7 separate regions of the Mus musculus genome follow, and regions 1, 2, 4, 5, 6 and 7 are each linked to region 3. A link is a contact called in public Hi-C, HiCAR-type and HiChIP or PLAC-seq data. All regions are on one chromosome and are shown on one strand. The core of a region is the stretch at or near the end of the contact, and the rest is flanking DNA. Distances in the headings are between cores, read along the strand shown.

Region 1 (2,700 bases), core at 173-2,672, 810 kb before region 3:
CTCTGTTCTAGGAATCGGGACCAAGCACTTGGCTTTCTAACCAGCCTGTGTGAGAGGAGCATCCCTGACAGGGAAGTATCCGAGGCAGTGTTGGTGCTCCCAGTTATCCTGTGTTGTTGGCCTCCAGCTGGCACATTGGACATGTGAATCATCGAGAGAAGGATGTGAAGATGACAGAACCTGGAAGCATGAGTTCAAATCTCACATGGGTCCCTCACGGAGGCTGTGTGCAGCCCTCCCCGTCCCCTCCTCTCCCCCCTCCTCCTCCTCCCCACCTCTGTATGTGAGCAGTGAGGGCATGCCAGGGAGATCTCATGCTGGCAAGCTTGACCTCAACTGAGTTCCACCCCCTGGATTTACATGGTGGGAGGTGAGAGAGCCCATTCTGTTGTCCTCTGAGGCCCACTGTGGACGGCGTGCCCACCCAATCATACTAAATAAGTGTTTTAATTTATTTAAAAAAAAAAAGAAATGAAAGGTGGGTTTGTGAGATGGCTCAGTGGTTAAGAGCACTGACTGGTCTTCCAGAGGTCCTGAGTTCAAATCCCAGCGACCACATGGTGGCTCACAACCATCTGTAATGAGAAACAAATAAAAAAAAAAAAAAACCTATGGGCTGGAAAGAGCAGGGGCCGGAAGGAGCCGAGCCAGAGCAAGAGGGAGAAAGGGAAGGGGGAAAAAAGAAAAAAAAAAGTTTAACAAACAAACAAAACAAAACAAACAAAATCCCAAAAGGTGAGCTAGCTTATTGAAGAGAACAGCTTGGGGCCCAAGGGCCATCTTATGCTGGGTGCCTCTCCCCTACTTAACCCGCTGACTGGAAGAGAATAGAGAACCAGTTTGGGGAAACACCCATGCCCATACGGCCACATCTGGTCAAGGGCGTGATCCGAGCTGAAATTTAAGCTGAGGACTAGTAGGTGGAATGTTCTAGCACAGGGGTTCCTCAACTGGAAGAGGCACTGGTGGTCCCATTTCACAAGTTTTGATCCAGCGGCACTATATTGGGGCTTAGAAGATGACAATTACATCATGGTCTCAAAGGTGTGGATGGCGCTGGTCTGGAGCATCACAGAACCAAGGTTTTTAGCGACTCTTTAGCATCCCTGTAAAGCTCGTGATGGTGCCAAGGAGTGCAGGCAGAGCAGATGCCAAAATTAGAGACCTCTGCCACAGACTTGGGTTCGAATCTTGCCGCCGCCCTGACCAGGACTCTTCCTAACAGAGTTCCTCGGCAACCACGCCCCGGCCCTGAGAGCCAAGCACGGATACCGGGTCCTCTTCTGGGATTCTAGGCAGTGCTTCTCGCTTAGGCGCCAGGTCCGCGATCGCGCCTCCGACCGTCGCGCGCCTCTCCACTGGCCAGCGTTGCTATGGCAGCGCCGCAGGGGGGGGATGCTGAGGCTGAGGCTCGCAGTAGCCCCTTTGTGAGGCGCGGGAGAGATGTGCACCCCACATCTCTTTGCTTGAGTCCTGGTCCGCAAGATGGGTGCTTGTTCGTGTGCCCCACCCCACCCCCACGCCCGAGGCCGGGTGCGGCAACTCCGCCCGCCAGCCGCTCCTGCATTAAAATTTCATGGGCGCTGCAGTAAACGCGAAGACGACGCCGGTTGCGCTGGGGGGCCGTAGGGAGGGAGGCTGCGGACCAGAGCGGGGAGGAGTTTGCGAGGGGAGGCGCTTGGGAGGACTCCCCCAGTTCTGTTAAGAGCTGGGCACAAAGAGCCCTTTGCACTCCAGCCGCAGGAGCGAGGAGGAGCCGAGGTAAGCCGGGGTCGCCATTCTCACTCCCCGCCGTGCGCACCTGATCCTCGGGAGGGCAACGGGGTGGGGGTGGGGTGTCCCACAGTCCCAGGGCAATGGTGGCCCGCGCTGAGTGGGTGACGGGGCTCCAAACCCGCAATGACCAGATGTGAGGGTCCAGTGGATGGACCATGGGGATGGAAACACAGAGGATGCTCAGGGTCTGGTAGTCACGGTCTGAGGGGGAACAAAGACCCTTCCCTTCCCCCACAGCTAGATGCACATGGGCGTGGGGACTCCGGTACAACACCAACCCACAAGGTTAGCAGGTAACTCTCTGGGATAGGGACTGCGCCCAGGCATGGAGGGTGGGGTAGCGGGTGGTTTCTCTGACTCCCTTCCTCCACACGCCCAGCCCTTACCATTCCTCCACTTATGGGCCTTATCCCAGACCTGGGGCGTCCAGCGCAGCCTCAAACCCAGGGCATCTCTGCACTCTCATCGCGACGTCGCTCTGGATGCTGTTTGCATATCCTTGGGGAGTCACTGCTTTGGCACAACAGTCCTGCGAGGTGGTAAGAACCCATTTTAAAGACGAGAAAAAGGAGGTCCAGAGAGGTTTAGCGGCCTGTCCAAGGTCACTCAGCCAAAGATTTTTGAGTTTGACACGACGGACTCTGAAGCCCACATGGCATCTCTAAAACGGTGTGGGGGTGACCCTAGAACTCACTAGCTCGGTTTCTCAACCCTCCTGGGCTCTGAGACACTACTCTCTGCAGAAGCTGGGGGTTTGAGAGGGAAAGGTCTAGACCTCTTTCATCTAGGACGCGAACGAGATTATTTCTTGGACAGAGGGATTCCGGGGACCCCTGCCTCCCCACTCTCGTCCCAGTCTCCCGAGCACAGGCCTCCAGGCGTCGGGGATCGCTGGCGCTCACACCCCACTGCGGAGAGGAGTCG
Region 2 (2,700 bases), core at 167-2,666, 610 kb before region 3:
ATTGGGGTACAACTGGTGACGGCTCTGCACTACTAAGGTTCAAGTCCTGCCTCATGCTTCATCACATCACCTGGGACTTGTTCCTGCCCTGATCTGGGTTTTGTTTTCCAATCTGTGGGGTGGGTTGAAAAGGTGATCTGTAAATGTCCTGCCAGTTGGGAGCTTCCTGGTGTGGCAGGCTCACGTCTCCTTGGGAAGTTACCATCAGTGTGGTTGGTCCTCCTGGGTCCGTGCCTGCATTCTTGACCTGTTAACAGAGGTTAAGGGGCACCCAGAGGCCACAGACCAAGCTGTCTGTTCCTTGATAGTATGAAGCCTCCGCCCTTGCATATACCTCTCAACTTCACAATCACACTGTTATGCACAACCTACATTCCTTTTTAAATGTTTGTTTGTTTGTTTGTTTGTTTGTTTTCCCAAGACAGGGTTTCTCTGTGTAGTCCTGGCTGTTCTGAAACTCACTCTGTAGACCAGGCTGGCCTCCAACTCAGAAACCCACCTGCCTCTGCCTCCCAAGTGCTGGGATTAAAAGTGTGTGCTACCACTGCCCGGCACAACCTCATTTCTTTGCATCAGATCAATCTTAGAAGCCTCCTGGTGCCACTGGAAGACTTGGGATTTGCAGTTAGACAGGTGGGGCCATTTCTGCAGACAGCTCAGCAGTGAGGAATGCTCCCTGCTCTTGCAGGGGATCTGGGTTCAACTCCCAACTCTCTCCCTCCCCATATTAGGTGGCTCACAACTGCCTGTAACTCCAGCTCCAAGGGATCTGATGCCCTCTTCCGGGAGATCTGTGCTCATGTCTACATGTGCACTGACTCACACAGAGACAATTAAAAGTAAACAAATCTAGGTCAGTGGTGGTGGCTACACCTTTAATCCTAGCTTTTGGGAAGCAGAGGTAGACAGATCTCCAAGTTCAAGGCCAGCCAGAGCTGTATTGTGAGGTCTTTCTTGTCTTGAAAAACAAGAACAAAAGAAAGCAAAACAAAAAACAGAGAAGGGGAGTGCTTGGGGGAGGACAGTTTTTCAAACAGTGTAAGATTTGTTGAGATGCAAGAGGTGTAGTGTGGGCCTGGCCAGCTAGAGTGGGCTGAAGGAAGAAGAGAAAAGCAAGCCTCCCATAGGAAGACCCTCCATTTATGCTGAATTTGAAGTAGGGCAGTGGATGCAAAAACCCTCAGCACAGTGTTTGATGTGCATTGTGTGTCCAAGAAGACACTGAAAGGAATGAAGTTTCCCAGACTGGTGGGGACCCAGAACCTCCTCCAGCCCTGTCTGAGCCTGACATGGCTCTGTCTATAGCCGTCCTCTCCTTCTGCTCCTCCGCAGTTCCGTGGCTAGGTCTCAGCCCCTGTCCTTCATCTGACGTGACAGGAGAGGGAGGGATGCAGAGCCGGGAAGAGGGACTTGAAGAAGATGGATGCTGGCACTGTTGCCATGGCAACCACGGGACGGGCAGGAGGCCCGTTGCCAGGAGTGGTCCCTGCTTTTCCTGGATTCCCAAGCCTTTCAGGGAAGGCAGGAGATGTATCAGGGACTCGAGGATACAGGCAGGCCCTGAGAGACGGATGGGGGTTAGTGATATTTTAGCAGTCTCTTCTGGATTCGTGGGAAGATCTGCTAGTCCCTGTGCTGAAAGATGGGGAAAGAGCAGAAGGAGGGGTGTGGAGAGGGCAGGTTTCCTAAGCACCTACTATAGCTGGTATGTACAGCTGGTTTCTGCACAAGAGGCATCGGGTAAAATCTATAGAGAGATTGTAGTTCAAATCCTGTCTCTGCTTCTTCCCATTTGAGTTGTCTCCTGCCTCCAGACCCTGGTGCCCTGTTTGGCAAAGCAGGTGATGTTGGATGATGCTATGTGGCTTTGCCTGTCTCAGGCTCGTGGCCCAGAGGCTTCTGGGATAGAGGCATGCCTGCTAGGCTGAGTATTGTTTGTGCCTTGCTGATATTGTCACATGGCTTGTAGGGAGGGATCCAATTTACTTCTTTATCTGTGCCTGCCTGTTTTCCTGCCTTCTGTTAATAGACATTTCTTGGTCTTTTGGAGAAGAGAGTCAGGGACTCAGGTCAGTGGTCACAGGACAGGCTGATGATAATGAAGGCTCTTACAGGTAGGACCTGCACAGTGGCAGGGCAGCTTCCTTGCCATGAACCTCACAGGAATTCCTAATAGCTCCAAGAGAGAAAGTCAAGGTTCAAAGTAGTTGCACAAGTCACCTGAGACAGCACAGTTGGCTCCTACCTGATATGGGAACTTGGAAACTGGTGGGTTTGCTAAGAATAAAGTGGTGGTGAGGTTTTTAGGGCTGGGGCCATGGGCTTGCCACAGAGCTGCTTAGTTCTTGACTCCGTTGAGTCCTGGGGATCTGAGAAGGCAGAGGCGAGCCAATCAGCAATCTCTGCAATGCTGAGGCCCGTTTCTCCCATTGCGACTGTGTCGCCATGCAGACAATTCTTAGCATAATTTCCCACTTACTGCGGGTGCCTGACGTCATATTCCCCACCCCCTGCCCCATGGTCTGCACCCCCATCCTGATAATTTTTTCTAGCTGTTTTTCTGTCTCAGGACTGACTTGAGCCAGTGAGAAGTAGGGGTGGGTCTAGCCCCATCCTGTACATGTGGACACCCGGCTCTTCTGTGTTCATGGTGTCTTCATATATCAGCTGCTCACACTGCAGCCCATGTGTCTGTACGAA
Region 3 (2,700 bases), core at 186-2,685:
CACGGGGCAGGCACGGCGTGGCCCGAGGTGCCCGAACTATGGAAGTCCGGGAGGTTTCCTGGCCGCTGCGGGCCGAAGCCCTCCGGCCCCTGGCTCTCCGCCATGTGCTCATAACTCTCTGCGAAGGGAGGCTGGCTGCCCAGGCCGCCCGCTGCACCTCCGTAGCCAAGCAGCCGGCCCCCGTGCAGACATGAGGCACCTGGATCCGGACCACCGAAGTTGCCCCCAAAGTGGGGGTGATGCTGGTGCGGGTGATGGCCTCCGGGATGGCTGTGGTGAGGCTGCTGACCGCCGAAGAAGCCATGCACAGGCTGCGCCTGCAGCCCCCCTGCGTGCAGCTCGGAGTGGCTGCGCGCATGAAAGCCGTAGGGCTCCATGTTCAAGCCCAAGATCGGGGGTTCGCCCAGAGCGCTTATTGCAGGGTCCACGGGGCCAGTAGGAGGCCCGGCGTGGAAGGCAGGAGCCTTAAAGTGGGCGTTCATGCTCAGTCCGGCTTCGTTAAAGTTCCCCTCGCCCTGACCAGCGTGCCGGCTGTTGATCTGGGGCTCGAATTGGTCCAGCCCAAACATACTTGGCGGGGGCGGGGGGGGCGGGGGGGGGGCGGGAGGGGATCAATAGGGCATGACAGCCTGCTCCGCCGCGCGCCTCCGGCCAGGTACTCGCCTCAGCCGAGGTTCCGGCGCTCCGGGACGTTCTGCACCGCGGGGCGCAGCGCTCACTGCCGCCCGGCCCAGCGCGCGGGCGCTGGCTAGGAGCTCTCTCCGCTGCTCTTCGGAACCTCGAAATCGACCCAAGCGGGCCTCTCACGTCTTGCGAGGCCGCGGCGCCTCCTGGAGCCTTGTCGGGGGGCCCATGCCCCGGGTCGATGGCACGGTCGCGGGTGGGTATGCGGAGAGGAGACCTGGAGGCCGACGAGCTGAGACAAAAAGTTAGATAGGGGGGAGGGAAGGGGACGGAAGAGCAGAATGATCACCTCTGGAGTCCGCGGCGCGGCGGCTGGGGCCGTAGCGGAGCCCCTTGGTCCTTCCCCTGCCCCGAGTCCCCGCTCCCGGGCCGCACCGGCTCCCGCACCTCCGGTCGGCCGCGGGCGATCGGCGGCGAAAGCCTCAGCGGCTCGGAAGACGGGCTGCTCCGCTCCTCATCGCCGGTGCTGGATTCACAGCAGTAGACGCGGGCGCCGGAGCGGGAACGCAGGCTGCGGGAGACGCGCGGCTCCGCGGCTCCGCGGCTCGGGCTCGATCGCCGGTCGCCGCGCGAGTTCGCGGGAGTCTCGGGCCGCGCGCGGGAGGGGAGGCGTGGGGCCGGCGGTTCCGAAGCTGTGGTTCCCGCCTCCGCACTCCACGGGTCCCCTCGGACCCGGGAATGGGCCGCGCGGGCGAGCAGGGCGCGCGGGGCGGGCGAGGCGCTGCGAGGTCCGGGATTCCGCTCCGCGTCTGCCTCTCGCCGGCGCCGGGAGAAGCAGCAACAAGTTTTGCGTTTCAGCAATCCATTCCAGCCATTACCTCTGCACCAATCAGCGCCGCCCGAGCGGGCTCGGGGGCGGGGCTCGCTCTTAAGGTGGTCCCGGGTCCCGGCTGCGCAGGCCCGGCCACCAACCCGCGCTACTCCGGGTCCGGCGCTACGGCGTTGGGGGTGCGCCCCAGGTGCCCCCGGCTGGGGAGGGCGCGAGCCTAGGACGACGGCGGGAGCCAGGCTTTGTCCGCCCCCTTCCCATTCACGCTGTTCTCAACTCCCCACCCCCAACCGGAGCCAGCGCGACCTGCGGGGTGGGCAGGGGGCGGGGAGGTGGGCGGTGAGCTGTGCGGGGCGCACAGACAATGGGGTAGCCTGGCAGAGTCCCCGGACGCGCCAGGGAAAGTCGCTAAGTGTCGCCTGTGCTGCAGCCCGGGGCAGCGCCCCAGGGAGCCGGCCCTGGCAAGTTCACGAGGTGATCGCCGAGGGGAAACACGAAGTAAGGTTGTCTCTGCGACCAGAGACTGGCTCGCTCCTTCCCTAGTCTCCCACCGTCCGCGGCTTCCGGTTCTCTGCCGCTGGCTCCACCGGGAAGAAGCCACGCACCCTCGGCCGCTTTGTGGAGCCACTTCGGGTGAGCCCGGCGCGGGAGCGACGAGGCGAGACAATGCGAAACCCTGAGGAGAGCGACGCGCAAAGGGCGCACGGGGTGGGGGCGGGGGTGGGGGCGACACCTTGCTGCGGCCACAAGCAGGCAGGCCCAGGCCCTGAAGGGCGCGAAGTTGGCCTCCTTAAAAGATCAATTAAACTGAAGAGGTCAAAGAACGGAATTGGATTGTGATACTAAAATCAATAAGAGTGATTTAATACCTACCCTATTTCATATGGAATATTTATCCCAATAATCTTACTTAAAATTGTTTAGATCTTTCTACTCCTCACGGAGTAGAGGCTGAAATCTATCTTGCAATTAAAAGTTAGAAGTTGGAGGTGATAGGAGGTGGAGGTGTTTATTCTGTGGACGCGCGCGCACCCAAGCGCCAGCATGCGTGTGCGAGTTTTCCTCTCAAAGTGTAAGTAGGGGAGGAGGGGCGGAAAGGCTTTTAATTTTCCTTGTCATGAAATAAAGCGAGACAATTTTGCTGGCAAGCCAGGATTCTTAAAAGAAGAGGGGAAAAGAAAAAAAAAAAACTTTCGTTGAAGTGCCCCCGATATCGCTATTAAATCTAAATAAAATTAAGCACGGTG
Region 4 (2,700 bases), core at 201-2,700, 680 kb before region 3:
ACAGACACAGGATCCAGAAAACCATTTGTGGCTGTGCCTGACCCCTCCCATAAAGCATTGTCTTAGGCACGGGCCCATTTCCCAGCTGGTTTTCAGTGTGTGGAAGGCTTGGACCGTTAGAGATTGGATTCATTATTTCTGTGTGATTGTAGCCACGGTTACTGAGAGGAGCCATAAAACAGAGAACTTCCTGAACTGTCTCCGGTGCTATAGAACGATTATCGTGAGTGTTCTAGGCCGAGCTCTGACTGAATTCCCACAATGTTTAAAACCATGTGTCCGGGGCCAGTGAGATGGCTCAGCAAGTAAAGACACTGCCTTGAAGCCTGGTGGCTGAAGCTTGAGTCTCAGAGCCTCTGTGGAGATGAGAACTCACTCCACAGAGATGTCCTCTGTCACGTGTGCAGCCATGTAAACACACTTTATGATGATGATGGTGGTGGTGATTAAAAAAACTCACAAGTCTTTATTTTGGTCATTTTGGTTCCACCAAAGACTGCGAATTTCCAACCCTTCCCTCCGTTCCCTCCTCTCCTCTCTTCTCCCCTCCCCTGCCCTTCCCTCCCTTTCTTTCCCCTCCTCTCCCCTCTCCTCTTCTTTCTATGCTGATTTTTTTTTTTTTGTCAACTTGACACAAACTTATCCAGGAAGAGGAACCTCTGTTGAGAAAATGCCTCCATCAGATTGGCCTGTGGGCGTGTCTATATGGCGTTTTCTTGATTAATGATGGATATATGGGGATTCATCTCGCTGGGGATGGTGCTGCCTCTGGGTAGATGGTCCCAGGTTGTATGAGAAAGAAGCCCAAGCAAGGCATGTTGAGCAAGTGCCTCCTCTCCAGGAAGTTCCTGAATACCCAACATTGGACTGGCTTGTCCCTGCCCACTGGAGAACAAGGGTACCTGAGAATGGCTTGTTTCCGGTTGGAGCCAGGGGTATACTCGTATCTTTTCCCATCTTTACAATGCAACAGAATAAACGGAGGACACATATTGAGTGTTTGTAGGATCAGCATTGTGGTCCCTTACTCAGAGGATCCTTTTAGGAATCGCTGGTATAACCCAGAGAAACCCAAGGGAGTAGGAGGAGGCTGGGCCAGGCTCAACAACAGCTGTTGGAGTTTCCAGGGGATCGCCTACAATCTCCAATGGCTTTCCCCTCCCTCCATCTTCCCAGCTCCTGGAAAAGGCCTGGGCCAGGGGAAAGGTACAGTCGGGGTTGCTGTGTGCAGCCTGGGAAGCCGTGGCACCTGCTCCAGCAGCCAGGAGCCGGGAAGTCTCTGGGTGCCAGCTCTTCCCGCTACGCTGTTTTGGAGGAGAATTTGGCCCACTTTCCTCCTGCTGGGGACTCACAAAATCTGATTTGAAATCCACTCAAGTGTACATTAACTGACTTCCTCTTGGCTCAGGCTGAGGAGCCTATAATTAGAGCAGCCACTATGCCACTTAGTGGGTTTCATTCACACGAGCGGAAAGCACACTTGCAAAGACGGATGGAGAAGCAAACTTGGGAGGGTTGCGGTGGCGTGCCAGGATGATGCGCAGGCTGACTGCCTTTCTACTCACAGATCTCGGCTCGCTGAACTTGGGTGGGACTGCCATCTCCAGGAACCCTTAAGCACACAGAGCTTGGATCTTGTTTGAAGCTCGGTTCTCCCCTAAGGGTCCGTTTCTGCACCTGGGAACGTGAGTGCTGTCAGCCAGCAAGCAGCCTTCCAAGGCTGTCTCTGCCATCGTTAAAAACCACCTACAAATGTTGTGTGTTTATTGAGCACTTACTGTGTTCCAGGCCAAGTTCCCATACTTTGAATTATTGGCTTGGTAACAACGGCATGCTCACCGATGTCAATGCTCTCTTCATACTTGTAAAGAAACTGAGTCAGATTACTTACACGTGACCACACAGGAAATAGCTCCCTCTTTTCTCTGTCAGTCCTCATCTGTTCTGTAGCCTTTCCACCCTTCTTCCAGATCCCAGCCCAGTGCCCATCTGGCTCATGCTACCTCCTACTGATGGCTCTGGACACCCACCCTATACCTTTTCCGTTTCTGTGGCTGGTGCACCGTGGGGCACTGTTAGCTCATTGTGTAACCAAAGGTGTTTGACCAGTGGGCCTTGGTCTCTACCAGATGGTGGGATGACTGCCCTTGACCTTTGGATCAGATGGGAGCCCAGGCTCAGTGACCACATTCTTAGATATGAACCTCATGTGTGAGCCGTCACAGTGGTAGGAATTGTCCTGATTCTATTGTATTTGGTGTGATGTTGCCTGTGTCCTACTAGTTTGCTTCTGGATGAAATCATCCCACCTCCTCTAAGAGGGGCAAGGCTTCCTCCCTATTCTCTGGCCAGGTTCCAGGCCATCTCAGATGTAAGGTGACACCAGGAAGTACCTTTGACCTCAGAGTGATACTGCTGGGGCTGTAGGAGAGAGAGGATACAGGGCATGAGGGAACCAGGATCAACCAGGGTCTCTCCATTCTTCCTCGATCCTGAGAGGTGTCACAGATGGGCATGGACGGTGGTGGAGGCTGAACATTCATATGTCAGAATCCATCCCAACATCTCCCAATGTCACTTCAAGTGGAGATAGGAACCCTGAGCTGTAACTAGTTGGATAACTAGCTCATTGCATAGAGGGAGTTGACTAGAGAGAGGCTCACACAGCACAGGGAGGATCTTTGGTTATACTGGCTTTGG
Region 5 (2,700 bases), core at 44-2,543, 630 kb before region 3:
TCCAGCCCCTCGAACAGCCCACAGTGTCTCCTCCTGGAGCACCCTCCAATGGGCAGATGGGTCAGGTCCCTTCCTTCTTTGCCCATCATTAATTTTGTGATATGAAAGAGGGGGTACTGACCCTCTCCAGTCCTCACCCATGCTCTGCCAAGCATAAGCCTGGACCCACCCATGTGTCGATGCCCTCTTGTTGGCCAAGTGGTTCTGGGATAGTGAGAGGACCCTAGATCACTCAACCTTCCACTTACCCTGGGACTTTGGTCGAGAGTCTCTCTCTCTCTCTCTCTCTCTCTCTCTCTCTCTCTCTCTCTCTCTCTCTCTCTCTCTCTCTCCTGCTCTCCTCTCCAGCTTTCACTGTCTCCTTACATGAAGATGATGACATGAGCTTACTCTGCTGTGAGACTTGGCCCTGTGCCCAGCTTGGGGGAAGCACCAGTCAGGTTGGTGGGGATAGTCATGTCCTCCTGCCTACAATGAGGAACACCGAGCTCCTCAGCGCTGGTCTTCCAGGGCCCCAGCCTCTGAGTCAGAGCCGGGTATGAAGAAGGAACAATTTTCTGACCCTGCGTTCAGGCTGCCAGAGCCATTTAGGGGTGTCAGACAAGGAGTAGCCCCTAACACCCAAGCTGCCTAGGTGGTGGCCGGCGTTGGGGTGGCTTCCTCTGACCTTAAACCCTAACGCTCCTGCCCACATCTGCAGCTAAATAAACCAAGTAATCATGCTGGCAGATAGATAATTAAATAATTATCAGGCACTTAATAACGAGGAGTGGGAGCCCTGCCTCTCCGCATTAGACAGTGTCTTTGAGGGCTAATTGTTGCATTACATCAGAGTCCCCTCATTCATTACTCTTGTCATTTCGGGTGATAATTTGCACTTTAGGAGACAGCGACAATTTTAGCAGGCAATTAGAGACGTGTCAGGCCTGGCCCTGTGAGTTACTGTCACAATTATTGCCCTCCCCCCCACACCCCACCGTCCTCATTTGCAACCATGTATTTAAGGGGATTTGGGTAATTCTAGGTCTGGGTAAAACAGCCAACCCATGGGACGGTGGAAGGTCTGGGGATCGGGCAGATACCAGTACCAGAGCAGGGGAGGGATGCTGTACACAGATCTGCAGGGATGGGGCTTCTCGTTGGTGGACAGAAACTGCATCTAGTCGCCCATCAGTGGGGTTCTCCTTCCCTGGTGGCTCTTGATGTTCTTCCACCCTTCCCGGGCATCTTTCTCAGCTCTTTTATAACCGCTTGAGTGCACGTGATTAAGATCTCTTTGCAAGTCTCTGAGAGGCAGGAGAGAATCAGAATGGGCGGAGGAAAGAGGAACGGAGACAGGGAACTGGGAAGTATTCACTAGGGTTTTTAAACCGTAATTTTATTTTCTGTGTTTTGGCATCTTGGGGACTGTTGGGCCTGGGGATAGACTGCTCTTTCCAGATCAGCTGGTTTCTACAGACAGGGGCAAACCAGCTGGATCCCAGCACGACCCCACCCACCTGCTCACTTTACCAGGATTCTACCACCTGGGGGGCCTTGTCCTCAACCGGGAGTCAGCCTGCGCTGAGTCATCCTGAGCCTTACTTACTTAGCTGGGGTTTCTGTTGCTGTGCTGAAACATGGTGGCTAAAAGCAACTTGTGAAGGGGAAGGGCTTATTTTACCTTACACTTTTCTGCATCATGGTTCATCACTGAGGTAAGTCAGCAGGGACTCAAGGCTGGACCCTGGAGGCAGGAGATGAAGTGACACCATAGAAGAATGCTGCTTATTGGCATGCTCCCCATGGCTTGCTCATGCTTTCTTATACCACCCAGGATTCCCTACCCAGGGATGGCGTAATCTACAGAGGGCTGCTCCCTCCCTCCCACATCAATCATCGATCAAGAAAATACCCTATATCCTTGCCCACAGGCCAGTCCTATGGAGAAAGTTCTCAGTTATGATTCCCATTTTCCAGATTAGTCTAGGTTTGTCTCAAGTTGACATAAAAGTAGCTAGCACAGATGGGCAGTGGGTAACCCAGGACTGCCCCTACCTAAAGTTCACTGAAGCTACCAAATAGGCAGCCCGCTATCTACTTGCAGATCTAGACCTCCTCCCACCATGCTATGGCAGAAAGCTCTGATCCATATTCATCCTTGCTTTCTGCCTCCAGCAGACTCCAGTGCCTCCCGGACTGGAACCCGCAGGTGCAGACACTCCCTGGGTGTTTGGGGACTGTGCCTCTGTAGAACACTGCTTATCTCTTGGTCCCCTTGGCAGGAAGAGGAGAGAGGGGGGAGGAGAGAGGGAGTAGAGGGGGAAAGGAGAGAGGAAAGAAGAGGAGAGAGGGAGGAAGAGGAGAGAGGGTAGGGGAGAAGGAGCAAGAAACAGGGAAGGGAAGAGAGGGAGAGAGGAAGAGAAACACACACAGGGGTGGGGCAAGAGAAACAGAGCTGGGAGGGCAGAGAAAGGGCGATACTCAAAAGTTGTGTTTGAGAGCAATACGTTTTCACTGACTCCTCATCATTAAAGCCCGGTGCCTGGGTTTATGACTTCCTTGATCCTGAGAAACTCCACAAGACCATGAGTTAGCAAAACATATTTTGACTGGCTACAGGAGACTCAGAGGAAAAAGCACTGTCACACTCAAGTGCAAAATTCCACAAAAAAAGAGGAATTGAAACTGTAGCCACCACCTTGCAACTATATCCTGAGC
Region 6 (2,700 bases), core at 9-2,508, 720 kb before region 3:
GCCAACCTCAGCCCATGTGTGAATACAGACTCTGAGGTCCCAGCTCAGCCCTTGAGTCAGAGAGAACATTGTAACCAAAGTCCAGTGGGTTTGTGTGCCTGGGTTCCAGTGCACACCAGTTTATCCACAACACACCCTGCCCCATACACACAGACAAAGCTAGCTATGCTAAGGGACTGGTAGGCATGTAAAACATTTCCAATCCAGTGCAGAAGGACACTTTGGTAAGATACAGTACAAACAGCTAACAACTACAGACTTTAAATGGGAAATCAAACCCTTGCTCCATGCCTTTGCTCTGAGGGTGGATTTGATAGATGTGGTATTGCTATCTGCCACACCCTGGTTCCCTTCCCCTATAGGTCTCTCTCTGTGACAGGGCACAGTTAGCCAGCACCAGGTGTCATGGCCCCGCTCTGCACACCACCACGCTGGCATACACAGTGGTGGTGCAGCAGACAGCACGAGCCATGCGGAGCTGTGTTTGACATTGTCGACTGGGAAAGACGCTGGCCTTGGGCCGCACTCAGCAAACTGCTGGCTGGTGATTCTCCTCTTCTTTCTCAGCCTCCTGAGGACTATGACCATAGGTTTATGCCACCAAATCTGGCTCAGTAATACTTAAAACAAACTTTCCTCCATTTCCTGGGTAGGTAATGGGGGCCCAGAGACGTTAAGTTACTTGCCCAAGGCCGCTTAACACACTGGTGGCGTAACCTGAGTCCATTTGTTTGAACATTTCAAGGCAGGGGATTGGAAAGGAAGGCATGTCAGCAAGCGACACGCAGAGGACATTGTACCCTGTACTCTGCGTGAGTGACAGCTGTCAAGGAGCCAGGCACAGGGGAGGGCTCTGGCGTCTCCATAGCCGTCTTTTATGGGAAGCTGGCATCTTAGAATCTTTACCAGCTCAGGGCTGGGAGGGTCTCCATGGCCCTACTGTGTGTGATGCAGAGCCTGCCCTCCTATCCATCCGTGCTGCCAGGGCACAGGGCCAAGCTCAATTCACTGGGGCCCTCTCTCTTCCTTTCCTGTCCCTAGAGCTCTAGGGGCCCAGCAGAGAGGCCTAGGGTCTGGCAGGCTGGGTGAGGGCTTGTTATCCACAGGCTGATGGCTGCCACTGAAGACTGCCCGAGGACATCCAGGCGGGAGCTGTTTCTGAGGCCTGCTGTGCCCGGAGAGCTGGCTGCCAGTGTCTGTGCCCAGGGTCCGTGTGCTTCTTCACTGACTCATTAATCCTGATTAACAGAAAAAGGCAGCAGGCGGGGGCCCTCTTAACAGGCAAGCGGCGGCTGGCGTGCTTTCACCAAGCACAGTGGTGCCCAGGAGACTCAACATCGATGAATTATTCAAACCAGCCAAGGCAGGGAAACCCAAAGACATGGCGTGGTGGCACCTGCCCCCGTCCTGCCCCCGGGGCTGCTGTACCCTGCATCTTGGGGCACAGGCCCAGGGCTCCTTGGTGACTGTGCTCCGACCCCTCCTTCTCAGATGGAAGTTGAATTTGCAATTGATTGTTCCCAAGTGCCTTAGAGGTCTAGTAATGGATCCAAAATGACATTTCCCACCTGCCGGTCCCCGGGGGACACTGAAAAGGGTTTGTGGATGGGCCTATGATGGAGAATGTGACAGGGGAGGCTCAGAAGAGGGATGCATGTGTGTATGCATGTATACATGCATGTGTGTGTATGTATGAACATATGTATGTATGTGTGTATACATGCATGTGCTTGTATGTGTACGCATGCTATGTGCATGTGTGTTTGTGTGTCTGTATGTATACATGCATGTGTGTATGGGTGCCTATTGGTGTACACGTTTGTGTGTGTGTACACATGTTTGTGTGTGTATGTGCATGTACACATGCACATGTGTTATAAGTATGTAATCGTCTTTTTTTGGTAATGTGTCTACACATACGCACATGTGTTATATGTATGTACACATGCATGTGTGTGTATGTGTATATGTCACACAGTAGCAGCAATGCCTGGAATGTTAGGAGAGGAACCGCCCAGGGCCCAGAATAGAATACCACACCAATGGGCTGAGGGAGTATTTGGAGAATACAAGGGGTAAACTGAGGTTGGAAGGGGGACAGGCACCTGCCCCAAGTTGCTAAGTAACTGAAAACCATGGAGCTGGGCTCACAGCCCAGGCTGATTTGTCCCCAGCAGACTGACCCATGGCTGGGCACAGGCAGTGTGCCAGGCCTTGAGTGAAGGGTTTTGTTCCCTGGCATCTTCATGATTCCTATATTGATTCCCATGAGGAAGTGGAGTTCACAGAGACTGTGCCTCAAGGTAGGCTGGAGAGAGGCAGCCTTGAGTGCAGAGTGGTCCTGTGGGGTGCTGGGCCTACATTGAAGTTAGTGGCTCTGGGCCTCCCTGTATGCCAGGAATACAGTCAGTGAAACAGCCCTCCTGCCCAGACTGGGCATGCTGGGGCTCATGCTGCCACCTCCCTTCTGTCCCCAGACATGTGGGTGTAATCAAGTTTTCTTTTTTTTTTTTGTAATCGACTTTTCTAAAACTGTCTTTATAGCACCCATGGCATTTGGGGAGTTTGAACAAAGGCCCGAGAAGAGATTTCTGGACAAAGGGTGCAGAGGACCTGGATGTCTGGGCGCAAAACTAGTCCCTCCCAGGATGCCTGCTGTTAGCTGTGAGCAGGGTTGAGCATCCACAAGGCTTTCCTGAG
Region 7 (2,700 bases), core at 94-2,593, 690 kb before region 3:
GGAAGGCCCCAAGCTTGGCCACTGGTATCCTGCTGTGCAATTTTGGGCACATCACATGATTTCTCTGATCCTTGCCTTCCAGGGCTGGGACTGGGAGCCTTCAGCACAGGATGGGATGGAAGTGTGGTTATCAGGTGAGGTACCTCACTGAGTCTGGTACCCACTGGCCATAGCAGGTATGTCAACGCTGCCGACATGCAGTGGTGACCCGTGAGGGTGGGCTCTGGAGTCATGTGGACTGGGTTCAAACTTCGCTTCTTGGCTGTGAGAATTTAGGCAGCCTTCTGCTGCTGGAGCCCATGTCCCTGACTGGCAGGGTGGGGTCTGGTCCTTCACTGCCCTGTGTGGATGGTTTATGGATATGAGAAAGCCCCATGCATCAGGTGTACACTCAGACCATGGACTGCTTAGAATTCACAGGGAGTTGAAAGTCAGTACCAGGCAGGCCATAGGCTCTTAGCAGCTGTCAGGTATGTGTGTGTGTGTGTGTGTGTGTGTGTGTGTGTGTGTGTGTGTTTGTTGGGTGGGCATCAGGCTGTGTCTGCCAAGTGGGTGGTCATGGGGTTTGGAGGGTGATGTGAGAGTGTTTCTAAAACGATCTCCTCCCAAGCTTGCTAACTTACTGTGTGACCTTGGGCCAGCCCCTCAACCTCTCTGGACCCTGCTCCCTTGTGTGTAAATCCTGGAAAGGTTTACTTAAGTGCTAAGGTTTTGTTTGTTTGTTTGTTTGTTTGTTTTCTTCTTCAGAGCCTTAAAAAAAAATCGATGGTTATAAAGGTTTGTGGTTAGCGAGAACCATCTGCCCCAGGCAAAGACCAGACCCTCCCCAACCTTTCAGGCAGAAATAAAACAACAAGCAGCCGGTTTTGCAAATTGCCATCTCGGAGGTCGTAAGCACTGGTATCTGCTTTTGTGCGCGACTTGATTGAAATTCTTCTGCGATGGCGGGTGTCCCCACCATCAGTGCCTTAATTAGAAATGAGGACAGTCACATCGGCATAAATTAAATCAGACTAAAGATGATTAACAAAGTAAATGCAAGGAATCATTAAATTAAACCATTGTGCCAGGTCCTCTGCCTATCTATCACAAATTTGGGCTGCTAATGAGGGTCTTAATTAGTAAGTTAGGTCGAAATAATTCATGCCAGTCACTCAGAGGCAGACCCCCTTTCCTCCTCTGCATCTTACCCGGTCTTTCTGCTTCCAGCTCCGAATGCAAATGCATCGGGCCGTGGACCACGGACGGACATCGCTGACAAATGACATCATTCTCCCATGATCAAACCCTCCTGGCACTGGATGTGTTTGCTGTGATGCCTGGGGCGAGGCCCCGTTCGCCACAAGGGGCGAGATTAGTCCTAACACAACTGGACTGCAGATAGATGAGACCTGGTTCTGGATTCATCAGCTGGGAGGCAGAAGAGTGAGGGCTGCAGACAGGAGACTTGAGGGGTCATAGAGTGGCCCAGGGTAGACCTGGGGACTCTGGTGTTGGGTTTTATAAAAAAGAAAGGCAACCCAGGGATACGTTTGGTAGAGGCATGGTATGGTGCAGGGGAAGTGGGTGCCTCTGTGGGTGTGCACCTCTCCCCTGAGGTACCATAGTATAGAATTAGAGTTTAGGGCACAGAGAGGGAAGTTGAGGGGGTAGTAGAGACAGAGAAAGGTAGAGAGAAAGGGTCAGGGAAGGGGGAGAGGGAGAGTAGTAGAGGCTGGCCGTGAACATGGAGAGAGAAGGGAGGGGAGGGGAATGGGAGTAAGGGAGTAAGAGGCTGAGGAGGGGGCAGGCAGCCCCTTTTATACTGAGGCCAGCACACCTGGCTGTTGCCAGGTAACTGTGGGGTGGAGCCTAGAAGAAATGCTAACATCTGGTATCCCAGGATTCCCTGCTCTTCCCAGCTGTGTTCAGCAGATCTGCTCACACTCCCTATCTACTGAGGAAGAATCAGAGAGGTGAATGGACTTGCCTAAGGTCACACACAGAGGCAGAGCCTGACTCAGCAGCCCATCCTGGCTCTACCAGTGATGGCCAGGTGGCTGGGTGGCAGGTGGGCGTGGATGTGTGGTAGGAACTCAGAAGGGAAAGCAGAGTAGACCAATTGAGGATGGGCTGGGGAGATGGAGAGCCTTTGGTGTCAGAGACTTGGCGTGGATATCAGAATCTGCCAGTGATGTCTACTCACCGAGTCTCGGTTTCCTCATCTGTAGTTTGGGTGCAATGAATATCGACTGGTGTGAGCTTTTTGAGGTTTCAGTGATGTCTTGTGAGATGTGTGTAGTGAACGATTCTTCTGTCACCATCCTGGTGGTTGTCTGGGGACTCAGTTAAGCTTTTGGATTGCTATGAACCCTATGAACCCCAATGACTCCTTCATCAAGACGCAGATGGGTTGGGTTCTCCTGCCCTCAGGAACGGGCAATCGGGAAGGCTTGATATTTGAGGTCATCAGACTGTTGGCTGGGACACAGGAGTGATGACGTCCCTGTCACATGGCAGGCTGGCTAGCATCGGTATTATTGGCCATGGAAGCCATCCAGTCAGGGGTGGGTTCCAGGGCACAGTGTGGCTCCAGCTGCTGTTCCTGCCTCAGCTGCTCAAGTCTGAGTGGGTGCTGTGGCCTAGATAATGTCACCTCCACCTTCCCCAGAGGTGACCATGCCTCATACCTGAGTACTTTGTGCACACGTTCCTTTCTAT

Evidence for each region. Hi-C and Micro-C count contacts between places; a contact is called where the count stands out from the background. HiCAR-type assays count read pairs that join an accessible place to other places. HiChIP or PLAC-seq counts read pairs in DNA pulled down with a chosen protein or histone mark.
Region 1: a contact with region 3 is called in an H3K4me3 HiChIP or PLAC-seq map of forebrain, with 5 times the contacts expected there. The contact joins the promoter of Miat here to the promoter of Mn1 in region 3. A contact is called at or near these places in 4 of 39 promoter capture datasets (the 3T3-L1 cell line, hippocampal neurons and liver), 3 of 15 datasets of contacts at CTCF or cohesin (the NIH/3T3 cell line, embryonic stem cells and large pre-B cells), 22 of 484 Hi-C or Micro-C datasets (the AML12 cell line, LSK cells, adipose-derived mesenchymal stem cells and 10 more), 19 of 115 datasets of contacts at active chromatin or transcription factors (the NIH/3T3 cell line, T-cell acute lymphoblastic leukemia, craniofacial prominence and 12 more) and 3 of 9 other capture datasets (embryonic stem cells, embryonic tail and embryonic trunk).
Region 2: an H3K4me3 HiChIP or PLAC-seq map of embryonic forebrain shows a contact between it and region 3, with 9 times the contacts expected there. The contact joins the enhancer-like site here to the promoter of Mn1 in region 3. A contact is called at or near these places in 3 of 39 promoter capture datasets (the 3T3-L1 cell line, hippocampal neurons and second pharyngeal arch cranial neural crest), 4 of 484 Hi-C or Micro-C datasets (cortical neurons and uterus), 13 of 115 datasets of contacts at active chromatin or transcription factors (the NIH/3T3 cell line, craniofacial prominence, embryonic basal ganglia and 8 more) and 1 of 9 other capture datasets (embryonic stem cells).
Region 4: a contact with region 3 is called in a Hi-C map of cortical neurons. The contact joins the enhancer-like site here to the promoter of Mn1 in region 3. A contact is called at or near these places in 4 of 39 promoter capture datasets (the 3T3-L1 cell line, hippocampal neurons and liver), 8 of 484 Hi-C or Micro-C datasets (cerebellar granule neurons, cerebral cortex, cortical neurons and 3 more), 13 of 115 datasets of contacts at active chromatin or transcription factors (SST interneurons, T-cell acute lymphoblastic leukemia, VIP interneurons and 10 more) and 1 of 9 other capture datasets (embryonic stem cells).
Region 5: a contact with region 3 is called in an H3K4me3 HiChIP or PLAC-seq map of embryonic basal ganglia, with 6 times the contacts expected there. The contact joins the enhancer-like site here to the promoter of Mn1 in region 3. A contact is called at or near these places in 3 of 39 promoter capture datasets (the 3T3-L1 cell line, the HPC-7 cell line and hippocampal neurons), 2 of 484 Hi-C or Micro-C datasets (cortical neurons and uterus), 14 of 115 datasets of contacts at active chromatin or transcription factors (SST interneurons, VIP interneurons, craniofacial prominence and 9 more) and 2 of 9 other capture datasets (embryonic stem cells and embryonic trunk).
Region 6: a HiCAR-type map of astrocytes shows a contact between it and region 3, with 7 times the contacts expected there. The contact joins the enhancer-like site here to the promoter of Mn1 in region 3. A contact is called at or near these places in 6 of 39 promoter capture datasets (the 3T3-L1 cell line, embryonic stem cells, frontonasal cranial neural crest and 2 more), 2 of 15 datasets of contacts at CTCF or cohesin (large pre-B cells and stem cell-derived epiblast-like cells), 23 of 484 Hi-C or Micro-C datasets (B cells, the CH12 cell line, astrocytes and 14 more), 19 of 115 datasets of contacts at active chromatin or transcription factors (the NIH/3T3 cell line, SST interneurons, T-cell acute lymphoblastic leukemia and 15 more) and 1 of 9 other capture datasets (embryonic stem cells).
Region 7: a contact with region 3 is called in an H3K4me3 HiChIP or PLAC-seq map of embryonic forebrain, with 10 times the contacts expected there. The contact joins the enhancer-like site here to the promoter of Mn1 in region 3. A contact is called at or near these places in 3 of 39 promoter capture datasets (the C10 cell line, embryonic stem cells and second pharyngeal arch cranial neural crest), 2 of 15 datasets of contacts at CTCF or cohesin (large pre-B cells and stem cell-derived epiblast-like cells), 14 of 115 datasets of contacts at active chromatin or transcription factors (the NIH/3T3 cell line, SST interneurons, T-cell acute lymphoblastic leukemia and 11 more) and 1 of 9 other capture datasets (embryonic stem cells).

What each region holds. Positions count from the first base shown.
Region 1 is chr5:112,227,670-112,230,369 of GRCm38.p6, reverse strand. It overlaps Miat (myocardial infarction associated transcript (non-protein coding)), which reads left to right and starts at 1,422. Exons shown (of 7, transcript NR_033657.1): 1 at 1,422-1,761; 2 at 2,014-2,069; 3 at 2,156-2,315.
Region 2 is chr5:112,028,882-112,031,581 of GRCm38.p6, reverse strand. No RefSeq gene overlaps it. Among named protein-coding and RNA genes, the nearest start is that of Gm36794, 84 kb to the right of the region's middle. Within about 2 kb of position 1,416, at least 20 of the 459 cell types and tissues checked have an H3K27ac peak or open chromatin away from gene starts, as enhancers often do. A contact at or near this core is called in cortical neurons, embryonic basal ganglia, embryonic forebrain and 1 more, where this site is marked.
Region 3 is chr5:111,416,035-111,418,734 of GRCm38.p6, reverse strand. It overlaps Mn1 (meningioma 1), which reads right to left and starts at 1,435. Exons shown (of 3, transcript NM_001081235.2): 1 at 1,072-1,435; 2 at 1-916. The coding sequence starts at 569.
Region 4 is chr5:112,092,796-112,095,495 of GRCm38.p6, reverse strand. No RefSeq gene overlaps it. Among named protein-coding and RNA genes, the nearest start is that of Gm30032, 27 kb to the left of the region's middle. Within about 2 kb of position 1,450, at least 17 of the 459 cell types and tissues checked have an H3K27ac peak or open chromatin away from gene starts, as enhancers often do. A contact at or near this core is called in cortical neurons, where this site is marked.
Region 5 is chr5:112,048,849-112,051,548 of GRCm38.p6, reverse strand. No RefSeq gene overlaps it. Among named protein-coding and RNA genes, the nearest start is that of Gm30032, 71 kb to the left of the region's middle. Within about 2 kb of position 1,293, at least 20 of the 459 cell types and tissues checked have an H3K27ac peak or open chromatin away from gene starts, as enhancers often do. A contact at or near this core is called in SST interneurons, cortical neurons and embryonic basal ganglia, where this site is marked.
Region 6 is chr5:112,132,444-112,135,143 of GRCm38.p6, reverse strand. No RefSeq gene overlaps it. Among named protein-coding and RNA genes, the nearest start is that of Gm30032, 13 kb to the right of the region's middle. Within about 2 kb of position 1,258, at least 54 of the 459 cell types and tissues checked have an H3K27ac peak or open chromatin away from gene starts, as enhancers often do. A contact at or near this core is called in astrocytes, cerebellum, cerebral cortex and 7 more, where this site is marked.
Region 7 is chr5:112,109,019-112,111,718 of GRCm38.p6, reverse strand. It overlaps Gm30032 (a long non-coding RNA gene), which reads left to right. Exons shown (of 4, transcript XR_880589.2): 3 at 83-176. Among named protein-coding and RNA genes, the nearest start is that of Gm30032, 11 kb to the left of the region's middle. Within about 2 kb of position 1,343, at least 29 of the 459 cell types and tissues checked have an H3K27ac peak or open chromatin away from gene starts, as enhancers often do. A contact at or near this core is called in VIP interneurons, embryonic basal ganglia, embryonic forebrain and 1 more, where this site is marked.